Linked DNA regions of Pan troglodytes: region 2 is linked to region 1. A link is a contact called in public HiChIP or PLAC-seq data. All regions are on one chromosome and are shown on one strand. Each heading gives the region's core, a stretch centred on a gene start, on an enhancer-like site or on the middle of the called end of the contact. The rest is flanking DNA. Distances are from core to core; before and after follow the strand shown. Region 1 holds the start of CREB3 (cAMP responsive element binding protein 3). Region 2 holds the start of LOC101057501.

The links. HiChIP or PLAC-seq counts read pairs in DNA pulled down with a chosen protein or histone mark.
Region 2: an H3K4me3 HiChIP or PLAC-seq map of stem cell-derived excitatory neurons shows a contact between it and region 1, with 2.4 times the contacts expected there. The contact joins the promoter of LOC101057501 here to the promoter of CREB3 in region 1. A contact is called at or near these places in 2 of 7 Hi-C or Micro-C datasets (both in induced pluripotent stem cells) and 1 of 1 datasets of contacts at active chromatin or transcription factors (stem cell-derived excitatory neurons).

The regions. Positions count from the first base shown.
Region 1 is chr11:80,250,915-80,256,215 of NHGRI_mPanTro3-v2.0_pri, reverse strand. CREB3 (cAMP responsive element binding protein 3) reads left to right here and starts at 2,835. Exons shown (of 9, transcript XM_016960841.3): 1 at 2,835-3,535; 2 at 3,630-3,777; 3 at 3,849-3,916; 4 at 4,030-4,119. The coding sequence starts at 3,407. TLN1 (talin 1) reads right to left here and starts at 2,837. Exons shown (of 57, transcript XM_016960832.4): 1 at 2,709-2,837.
Region 2 is chr11:80,910,881-80,916,181 of NHGRI_mPanTro3-v2.0_pri, reverse strand. LOC101057501 reads left to right here and starts at 1,995. Exons shown (of 4, transcript NM_001280468.1): 1 at 1,995-4,139; 2 at 4,952-5,034. The coding sequence starts at 3,676. The coding sequence ends at 4,128. VCP (valosin containing protein) reads right to left here and starts at 2,277. Exons shown (of 17, transcript NM_001280481.1): 1 at 1,997-2,277. The coding sequence starts at 2,013. It overlaps FANCG (FA complementation group G), which reads right to left. Exons shown (of 15, transcript XM_009456544.5): 11 at 5,120-5,301; 12 at 4,934-4,980; 13 at 4,585-4,740; 14 at 4,033-4,156; 15 at 3,501-3,878. The coding sequence ends at 3,770.

The DNA.
Region 1 (5,301 bases), core at 1,586-4,085:
AAGTGAGCAGGCAGGCTGTTGAAGCACAGGGTACCTGCAAGGGAGCAGTGGTGGGGAAGTCAGGGTTAGGATGGAAAGGCAGAGGAAGACTAGAGAGGGGTATGAGGAATTTTACTTATTGGAGGACAAAAGGAGGCCAAGGGAGTCTTTGAGCAGAGAAGAGACATAACCGGAACTGGATTTTAGAAAAATAACTCTGGCAGTTACCTTGGAGATTAGTTAGAAGGACACTGTATTAGTACAAACTAAAGGTAATGAAGCCGGAGTTAGAATGGCATTGAGGAAGATGTCACTCAGAAGAAGTTTGGGGAGGTAGAATTGACAGGACCTAATAACTACTAAGGTAGACAGGTTAGAGTCCCACAGCTTCCTATCATCAGCAGCCACTTTGGCGGCTGGGGCAGCTTGAGTTTAGGTGAGGAATTGGGAAGAGGGGAAAGGATCAGGTTGGGCAGAGAATGTGGGGATGAGGCTGTGGTTACGGGATGTGGTTAGGCTGTGGGGAAAAAGGGTATGAGTATATGATTAGTAGCCACTAGGGGCAGATGGGGTTGGGTTAGTGACTGCATCAGGCTGGGAATGGGGAAGACAGGGTGTAGAAAAAGGATGAGAAGACAGGGTGTAGAAAAAGAATGCTGGTGATGATGGTGTTTGGAAAAATACATATACATAAGATACATATATGACCAGTCATTGCATCAGGTTGGGGGAAGGGGAATGATTACATGGATGGTGGCTAAGTCAGGGAATGATGGGGTGAGGTCAGAGGCCAGGTCAGGCTATAGGAGGTTGAGAAGAGCTGGGCCTGTGGTCAGTCACTAAATCAGACTGGGGTGGGGGTGGGAAAGTTAAGGGACATTGGCAATGTCTAAGTAAAGCTGGAGCCGGGATGGGGGATGGGGTATAGCCAGTGGCTGGGTCAGGCTGAGTAGAGGATAGTGCTGTGGTCAGTGGCAGGGTCAGGCTGGGAGTGAAGTGGGGGTGTGGTCAGTGGCCTGGCTGGGCGTGGGATCAGCAAGACCCAGTTTCCTCTTTGGGTCTCGTTTCCTCTTTTCTGTTGGGGAGTGGGGGAAGGGGATCTACAAATGGTCCAAGAAATTAAAAGAGGCTTAGATCCAGGGGGTGACACACAGCAGGGGATGGGAGTAGGGTATTCAGCAGATGACCAGGTGGAATGTAGGTACATGACTGGGTGAAAATGGTAGGAGAGTAATTTAAAATGATGGGAAAGCTCAGGTTATGATGAGGGTAAATTCAGGTAGGATGTGCGGATTAAAGGTTGGTGAGGGAGGTAGAACTAAGGATGGGAACGGATGATAAGATGAGCATGGGAGAGTTAAAGGCAAGGGAAGTATTTTGTAAGGGGATAGGCAGGATGGGTGTGAAATGCAGAGTCAGGGATGAGAGTTGGAGAGGAGGGCTTAATACCAAGAGAACAAGTGAAGTGGGAGACAGCAGGGCTAAACTTTCAGGGGATTCAGTTATTCCCTTCTCCCATGGCAACAGTGATTCCTTGGTTAGCTTCCCCCATAGTCATTAGCTCCTTCTTCCCTAGGCAGTCCCCAACTTGTGACTAGGCCTTGTACATCCTGGGTCCCTATTTCCCACCTATGTTGTCTGTAAACAACACAGTCCAGAATCTCTGTCCCCTATCTGTGGTGGCCACAGCAAGGGCCTTGGGCTTAGAGAATGGAATAAAGAAGCTGGAATCCCAGATGCCTGCAATTCTAGCTAAAGCCAGAACGCTAGCCTCAAATTAGTTTATCTCTCTGGGTAAAAAGAAGCCCCTGTAACTACATAGGAATAAAGGACTTCCCTACAAAAGAAGGGCATTTACCTACTGCCAACCTCTTAAATTTTATCTGCTCAAGGTCAACTATGCTAGCCTCAAACCACAACCCCTAAAGCTGCCCCAAATTCCTAACATTAACCCCATCTCTAATTTGTTTCCTGATTCCCAGTACCGGCTTGGACATTCATCCCTTTCCTAGCACAGACTCATATCCAATCCCTGATCCCTGAAACTGATCTAAGTTTTGCCTTTAGCACCAAATCCCCTGATGTTAACCCTAAATGTTGACCCCTAAGCCACTTTAGTTCATTTATAACTTGATTCCTAACTCACGCTTTCACTGTTTATCCTTAACACCGACCATGCCAACATTCTTTAATCCCTCAAACAAGCTCTAACCTGATTCCTGTTGTTGACCCTTAACCTGACCCTGAACTCAAATTATGACGTATGATGGCCATCCCAGCAAACAAGATAATGACCGTAATCTAAACCTTACCTATCTAAAACGGACCTGACTCACACTAACTCTTAAGTTTTAACCCCAGCTTTTAACTCCTACAGCGACCCTTGATTCCTAAACGCACTCCACCTAATCCCCAACTCACCCAAAGCTTTCCTACCCACATGCCCGCTATCAGCTAACACCAAAGCCCGTCCCCGCCCTGCGCCCCGCTGCCACCCGACTCCTCACGCTCCCCCAAGCCTATCCCAGACATAGGACTGCTCCCAGGAAAGGCCTGTCTTCCCCAAGACGGCCTACTTCACGCCGAGCTCAAGCCGAGATGTGCTGGACGCTGACCTCTCCAACTAATAGGACCCGAACCGGACACGCAAGAGAGGCAGGGCCCGCCCGCCCCGGGGCCAGGCCCCGCGGCCCCACCCTAAGGCCCCCGCCCGGCCCGGTCTGGCCTACCTGCGCTGCCTGGCTCTGCGCCCCGCCCGCCGGCCCGCCGCCCCGCCGCTTCTCGGGTCGCCCTCGGGCTCCGGCCTCGCCCTCCCTTCGACACTCTCTCGGCCACTTCCGTCCTGGGAACGTCCCCCACCCGCGGGCGGCGCCCTGGGCCCGCGCTCTATGGTCGCGGGGGGCAGGCAGGAAGCTGCTCTGGCCCCGTTCTCGATGCTCGGGAGCCGCCAAAGCCCGGCAGCCCCTCCCTGGCAGGAAGCGAGGGTGCGGCGCAATCCGGAGAGGACGCCAGGACGACGCCCGAGTTCCCTTTCAGGCTAGAACTCTTCCTTTTTCTAGCTTGGGGTAGAAGGCGGAGCCGGAGCCCCGGAACCCCCGCCCTCGGGGTGCGAGGCGGCAGCAGGGCCGTCCCCTACATTTGCATAGCCCCTGGGACGTGGCGCTGCACCCAAGCCTCTTCTCAGTTGGAGGGAACTCCAAGTCCCACAGTGCCACGGGGTGGGGTGCGTCACTTTCGCTGCGTTGGAGGCTGAGGAGAATTGAGCCTGGGAGGCGGGTCCGGAGAGGGCTATGGAAAGCCGCCGGCGGGGAATCCCGGCCGTAGAGGGACAGTGGATAGGTGCCCGAGGCCTACAGCTGGCCTGGGGCTCGTGTCTGGGCTTCGGACGTTGGGGCCCGGTGGCCCACCCTTTCCGTAGTTGTCCCAAATGGAGCTGGAATTGGATGCTGGTGACCAAGACCTGCTGGCCTTCCTGCTAGAGGAAAGTGGAGATTTGGGGACGGCACCCGATGAGGCCGTGAGGGCCCCACTGGACTGGGAGCTGCCGCTTTCTGAGGTAGGTTGGGGTTCTGACTGGGGAAAGCGTGGGATGTCCATGAAGTCAGGGGATGGTGATAAGGTCAAGGCCTGTTCATCGGAACCCTGCGCAGGTACCGAGCGACTGGGAAGTAGATGATTTGCTGTGCTCCCTGCTGAGTCCCCCAGCGTCGTTGAACATTCTCAGCTCCTCCAACCCCTGCCTTGTCCACCATGACCACACCTACTCCCTCCCACGGGAAACTGTCTCTATGGATCTAGGTGAGTCTGAAATAAGTTTGCGGGGAGGACAGGGTTCATGGGCCTGGCTATTCATACTTTCCCTTTTGCAGAGAGTGAGAGCTGTAGAAAAGAGGGGACCCAGATGACTCCACAGCATATGGAGGAGCTGGCAGAGCAGGTACTTGACTTGATTTTCAGGAGATTACTCTCACATTCCCCAGGTGGGGGCAGGATTCCCCATTCCTCTCTGACATCCCCATGCAATTGCCGTCCACTTTCTTGTTACCCTAGGAGATTGCTAGGCTAGTACTGACAGATGAGGAGAAGAGTCTATTGGAGAAGGAGGGGCTTATTCTGCCTGAGACACTTCCTCTCACTAAGGTAAGACTCTCATTGGTTGAACAAAGGCTGAAAAGGGATTAAAAGTCCCAAGTAGGCAAATTCTGTTAACTTTATATCAATAACTTTAAAAAAGGATTGAGGTGAGAAACTTAGTAGATTTATTGCTAATAGGAAGTTGAGGCAGGTACACAATATGCCAGATGCAAGGGCAAATCCTCGTTTTTGTTGGGCTTATACAAATTTTGGTGTTCTGTTAAAAAAATAACTCAAGATTATCAGTGCAACATTAGTATTGGGCCTTGGAAAGGACTGTGTAAGTGAAGGGCCTTGACACTTCGTTGGCTTCATAGTAATCCACCTCTTGCTGAATGGTAGAACTGTTTAGAGAGTTCAACAGGGTTGGACTAAGCTGTACATGAATAAATGTAAAATCCTTAGTTTTCAGTTTTAAGCAATGAGTGGCAACTTCACAAGCAGAGTACTGGGGTACTATGATGAAATCAGTGCTCATTAATAGAAAGGTTATAGGAATATATATATTTTTTTGACAAGGTCTTGCTCTGTTGCCCAGGCTGGAGTGCACTGATGTGATCATGGCTCACTGCAGCCTTGACTTTCTGGGCTTAGGTGATTCTCCCACCTCAGCCTCCCGAGTAGCTGAGACTACAGGTGCACACTACCCTGCCCGGCATTTTTTTTTTTGGTATTTTTAGTAGAAATGGGGTTTTGCCTTGTTGCCAGGCTGGTCTCGAACTCCTGGGCTCAAGTGATCTACCCACCTTGGCCTCCCAAAGTGAAGAATTTTAATTTCTTCAAAGTACAAGATGAGTCAGCAGTGTGATGTGGCTACTAAGAAAGTTCATGGGATTTGGAAACTGTAGCAATAGAGTTATTGTCTCTACAAGTCACTCTCTTGCTTTCCTTGATACTGGCTAGAACACATCTTTGACAGATATTAAGAGGATGCAGTCTATCCTGAGAAGATGAGTTAAAAATTTTGTCTTTTTTTTTTTTTTTCTTTAAGCTCTGAGGAAATGTTAAGTGCCTTAAAATAGCTAAACAGGGTTTATTCTATTTGGCCCCAGAGATACTAGGTAAGTCCAACAGATAGAAATTATAAGGAGGCAGCTTGGTTCAGGATAAGGAAGTTTTTGTTTGCTTGTTTGAAGACAGGTTCTTGCTTTATTGCCCAGGTTGGAGAATAGTGGCGAGATCATGGCT
Region 2 (5,301 bases), core at 746-3,245, 660 kb before region 1:
CCCACTCCTGTCCCATCAAAATACTCTTTCAGGGACTGCCCATCTTCTTGCTTGACTTATAGAACTGGGACTGGAGAAAAATAAAATGCCAGATGCCTCTAGTCACCATAGTTTTTTACTTTTTGAAACGGAGTCTCCCTCTGTTGCCCAGGCTGGAGTGCAGTGGCGCGATCTCCCTCACTGCAATCTCTGCCTCCCTGGGTTCAAGTGATTCTCCTGCCTCAGCCTCCAGAGTGGCTGGGACTACAGGTGTGCACCACCACCATGCCTGGCTACTTTTTGCATTTTAATAGAGATGGGGTTTCTCCATGTTGCCCGGGCTGGTCTCAAACTCCTGACCTCAAGTGATCTGCCTGCCTCGGCCTCCCAAAATGCTGGGATTACAGGCCTGAGCCACTGTGCCCGGTCAATAGTTTGTATTTTATTAATCTCAAAGCTGTATCCTAGGAAAACCTCCATTCTGCCTATCATCCCAGACTCTGGCTCTGGAGATGAGTGGTATGCCCTTTTCTTAAGGTAAAGCCTCTAATTCTCCATCTACCTACTGAGATCAGATGTGGTAATCTCTAAAAGAGTGAATTTGGCCTGACCATGGGCCAAAAGCAGTTCTGGACACTCTTTGGGGCCATCCTCCATTGTCTTCTGTATAAGTCAATCCCTTTCCAGAACTGCACAGGGGATTCCACAGGACTTGGAAGGGTTTCAGCTAAGAGTCATCAAGGTGACAAAGAGGTTAGAAACAGCTGATGATGCCAGGTTCCAAGAATTTTAGATTTTTACTTTTGAAAATAAAAGGCTGACTGCATATAAACCAAAAGAATACTTTCAGAATAAGTGACTCTTTTAAATAAGCAACTGAGTAATACTTTATCCGAATTCAGAAACTTGAGAAAAAGGAACACACCTCAAAAAACTAATCTCTTCAAGGAAGGAAGGTAATTTGCATAGAGTTTCCTTGGGCTGGCTGCGTTTTTTTTTTTTAGCCTCTAAAAGCTCTCTATTCTAAATTGAATGGGCTGAGGTAGCCAAGTTTTATCTAACGCTTTCCTAAGGATGGAGGTGGGGTCAGAAAGCCCCAGAGCCCGGATAATTTCGCAATATAGCTGGTTGGGGAAAGGGGTGCGCGCACATTTGTGTTTTTGAAGAGTTAGTGCAACTCTAAACTGCACACCACGAAAGCTGGAAATCTGGAAAGGCGCACAAAACACGAACTGAGATTCCAACTTTAGCAAGAACCTAAAATGTTAAAGAAAAATTCCTTTCTCCCCACCCACGAGTCATAACATTAAGGAAAACTGGCTCAAACTTTCTAGTATGAACAACAGGCCTAAAGTAAGAAGACCAGAAGCGAAAGGTAGGGCTCGCCCTCTCCTTAACAGTACTTCACTACTCAGGTCACACACAGAGGATGCCCACCTCCGGCCCCGCCGACCCGGCTCCAAAAAGGCGGCTGTGAGCTTCCCTGAGCTTGGCGGGCCTTCCCCGACCCCGGGCTCCGCCTCGGTGGCAGAGCTCCTGAGGCCTTCACATGGCGCAAAGTCCACGCCCACCGGGCCCGGCTGGGGCCTCGGGCTCGCGGGGCCTGCTCTCTCCGGGGACCAAAGGCTTTCGGCGGGTGGTAGGCCGGACGGCAGACTGGCACCCCAAAGCCCCGGGGCGCCGCGCCGGCGGAGTGGGCCGGAAGACCTGGCCAGGCCCAGACGTCCGTTCTAAGGGAGCCAATCGGGCGGGCCGGGGCCTGCATGACACAGCACGATCCGGCCCAGGCTCCGACCCGGACCCAACGCAAGCCCCGCCTAGGGGGCGCGCGGGTGCGCAGCTGGCCCCAGCCGGGCCTGCCGGGTCCACGGCCCCTCACTCGCCCCCTAGCTTCCCTTCCCTCTTTCCTGGTCTCCACCTCTCTGACGCGCCCACGGCCAGGCCCCGCCGGGCCTACCCTGCGCGGCTGGTCCCGGTGCGCGCCGCCGCAGCAAGCGAACGGCGCGCGCACACTCACTCGGCTCCAGAAGCCATGGCGCGCGCCTCTCCCGGCCGGCGGCTGTGGCGGCCCGCGGGTAACGGCTACGAGCGGTGGCAAGCGACCGACTGGGCCGGGGCTCGGCTCTCCCAGGCGGTGGGCGAGCAGCGGCGCCAAACCCGCAAGCGGCTTCCCTCTCGCTTCCTCCCACCGGCAGCGAGGCGTCGGGCGAACAACGCTGGCTCCTGATCCGCGAGGTGGCAGTGGCAGTGGCAGTGGCAGCGGCAGCGGCAGCGACGACTCAAACGACGGTCGCAGACGCTTCGCTGAGACTGAGCCGAGAAGAGCCGAATCATCGGAAGGGAAGCTGCTCCCACCTCAGCCAATCAGCGCCTGCCCTGCGGACTCTCGCCCGCCTCTCCGCGCCTCTCCCCAGCAACCCGCAGATCACAGCCAGTCAGGAAATTCGCTTGCGGCCTGGCTCCCGCCTCAGTGATGCGACACGCCTAGTAACGCCACGTCAATTGGCCGCAACGCTACGCTTCCTCGACGGATTGGAATTCTCAGCCAATCAACGAAAGGAATAGGGCGAGATCGACTAGTGAAAGGAGACCCTTTAATCCCTTAGAGGCGGACTCTCCCACTTGGCTCCAGTTCATTGGCTCCGGAGTTTATCCTCCTGGAAGAACGTGGCACAGTAGACTGAACCCTTGTATTAGTCTAGTCCTATTGTGGTAACCCATACACCCCTCTTCTCCCAAAACCTGGAGATCTTCTAAGACGCCATCACCACCCTGACATTTCTTGCTCCTTCTCAACGCTGCCTCCAACCACCCCTACTCTGAACTTTCTGACTAGCACCCCACTCCTACCCCATTGTCACTGCACCCTCTGGTAACCCCAATCCCACAGCCTTTGCAGTTTCTCAACGCTTGTGCCTTTCTTCCTCCCGTCATTAATATTAATACCTTATAATAAGGCACTCAAATCCAGAGAAGTCAAAGGGCAACCATAGAACACACAGCCAATTCAGTAGAACCCAAATTAGCAAGAAAACTGCACATGCTGGGACTTGAAAATCCTTGGGTCCCAAATAACAGGGGTCCCTGTTAGTAGTCAACAGGCAGCTGTTGGTGATATGCTGACTCAATTCACCTTTCACCCTGTACCCACACAGACCCATTTGACTAAGACGAGTCGAATTTCTAGAATTTGGAATTAGGGAGTGAAGAGTCACTCTGAGAGAAATCTGCCTGTCTCTAAGTAACAGGTACCTGCCCTTGTCCTGAGAGGCCTATCTAGACCACCCTTCAGACCCAACTCCACTCATTGTCACTGTCCTGGGCTTTGGGGCTCTGCATTCAGGCAATGTGAAGGACTAAAGCCACTGCCTCCAAAGTAAGGATTCCTGTAGCCCTTTCCTCATACCCAGACTTCAAGTTCATAAGGTAGACGATGTCAGGAAAGGGCATCATAGACAACTAGCACTGAACTAGACGGTCACAAGCCTTCCCACGCAAGTATATGTAGTAGGCAGACGAGATAAATATGAAATTTTACTCGACAACAGAAAAGGAGAAACAGGAAAAAAGGTGCCTCGAGCAAAGTCAATGACTTGGTGGTGGCAGAGATTGTTTCCTCCAAAACCAGAATGGTAGTAACTAGGGCAAATTTCACAGGCCTACCACCAACCTCACCAGTCCAGGAATTATATAGGAATGGTCACATTCCTAATGATGGTGAAGCAGAAAGCCCTCCCCACAGAGAGACAGCCCACTGGGGACCCAGCTCAAGCTCTTCAAAACGTGTCAGCTACAGGTCACAAGACTTTGGCAGAGATGTCCGAAATTCTTCAAGGAAGGCGTCACGATCAGAGGGACGGATCCAGCTCAAATAGCTTTCTAGGTACAGGGGGAGAGACCTGGAGAGCAAGAAGGATGATGCCTAAGGGTGAAAGATTGGCAGAAAGCTGGGGAGCCATACCCCCGCTTTCAGTGTTCACCACCCACAATAGGTCCAAGGACTCTAGGACACCAACTGCCCCTCAGCCCCAAGCCAGCAGGCCTGAGCCTCACCACAGAGCATCTTCATGGGACCCCTTAGTTTGGGCCTCCAGCCTCCACCAGAGTGCAGTGGCCTCATCCCTCCGATCTAGCCTCTTCAGAGTCTGAAGCAGGTGAAAGTAAGTGTCTCGATTACCTGTAGCCCCAGCCCAGAGTACGGAGTCTTAGAACTTGACATAGTCTTAGGCATTGTTTTATAAAAAGGGAAACTGAGGCCTAGAGAGAGGAAGTATCTTGCCTACACTCACATATGGAAGCGGGGGCAGATCATTCACAACCATTCCCATCCCAGTGTCCATCATCTGCCCCCTACTCCTGCACAACCCACAACAGCAGAGTCATGGTCTTTGTGTCTGAGGATATCGGGGAAACCAGGGAACTCTTGGGAGCCCTGCATACACACTGTGTATATTTGAACACCTGGATATATCCCTAGGTATATATAGCACAACCCCAATCACCCCTCCTGAGAACACCACTCTTACACTTACGCCCAAGTATTTCCCATGGGCCTCTCTGTCCTTGTACATCTATGCATAGCCGATGTCATGCAAGTATACATACCTGGGCACATCTGCACACTGAGGAGGAAGTCCTGTAAGGCTTTGGTATCCTGGCCGCTGGCTACCCATTCCAGTCCACGACTAATTAGGGCGGCTGCCCGAAGCTGCTGCAGTGCCGCATCTGACTTACATCCCTGCTCACAGTTGAAAGCTGCCCCTGGGGACCACTCCCAAAGTCACGAAGTGTCTTCCCAGCCTCACAGTCACCAAAACCCCAAATCCTCTATTTCTTCTTGTGTCCACAGTCCCTTTCTCTTAAGTCTCCTGGTGGGCTGGGACACATTAAAGGGAACCCACTTCCACCACTACCACTTCCAGGAGGTAAGAGGAAAACTGAAAGTTTAGATCACCTTGTTCTTTTTCCTCAGGTGTGGCCTGGAAGAGCAGCTCGAGGCACCTGAAGTAGGACACAGAACAGGGGTGAAGAGGAATCAATTTCAGAAACTCTAGGGTGAGTAGGTGAACATGGAGCTCACCAACTCAGGTCCCAATCAGAAAATCATCCCTCCACACCCCCTCTAGGACCCCGGGCTCACCTGCTAAATTCACTAATTGCCACTTTTTGGGCACCCAGTTGAACCCAGGCCTGGCCCTGAAGCAGGTGGGTGGCAGAGACCCAGAGTGGGCAGTATGGCAGTTCCTTGGTTCCTTTTCTGGCATCTTCCCACAGCCGGGACATCTTGGGTAGCAGAGATGATGTGCGGCTGAGCAACTCCTC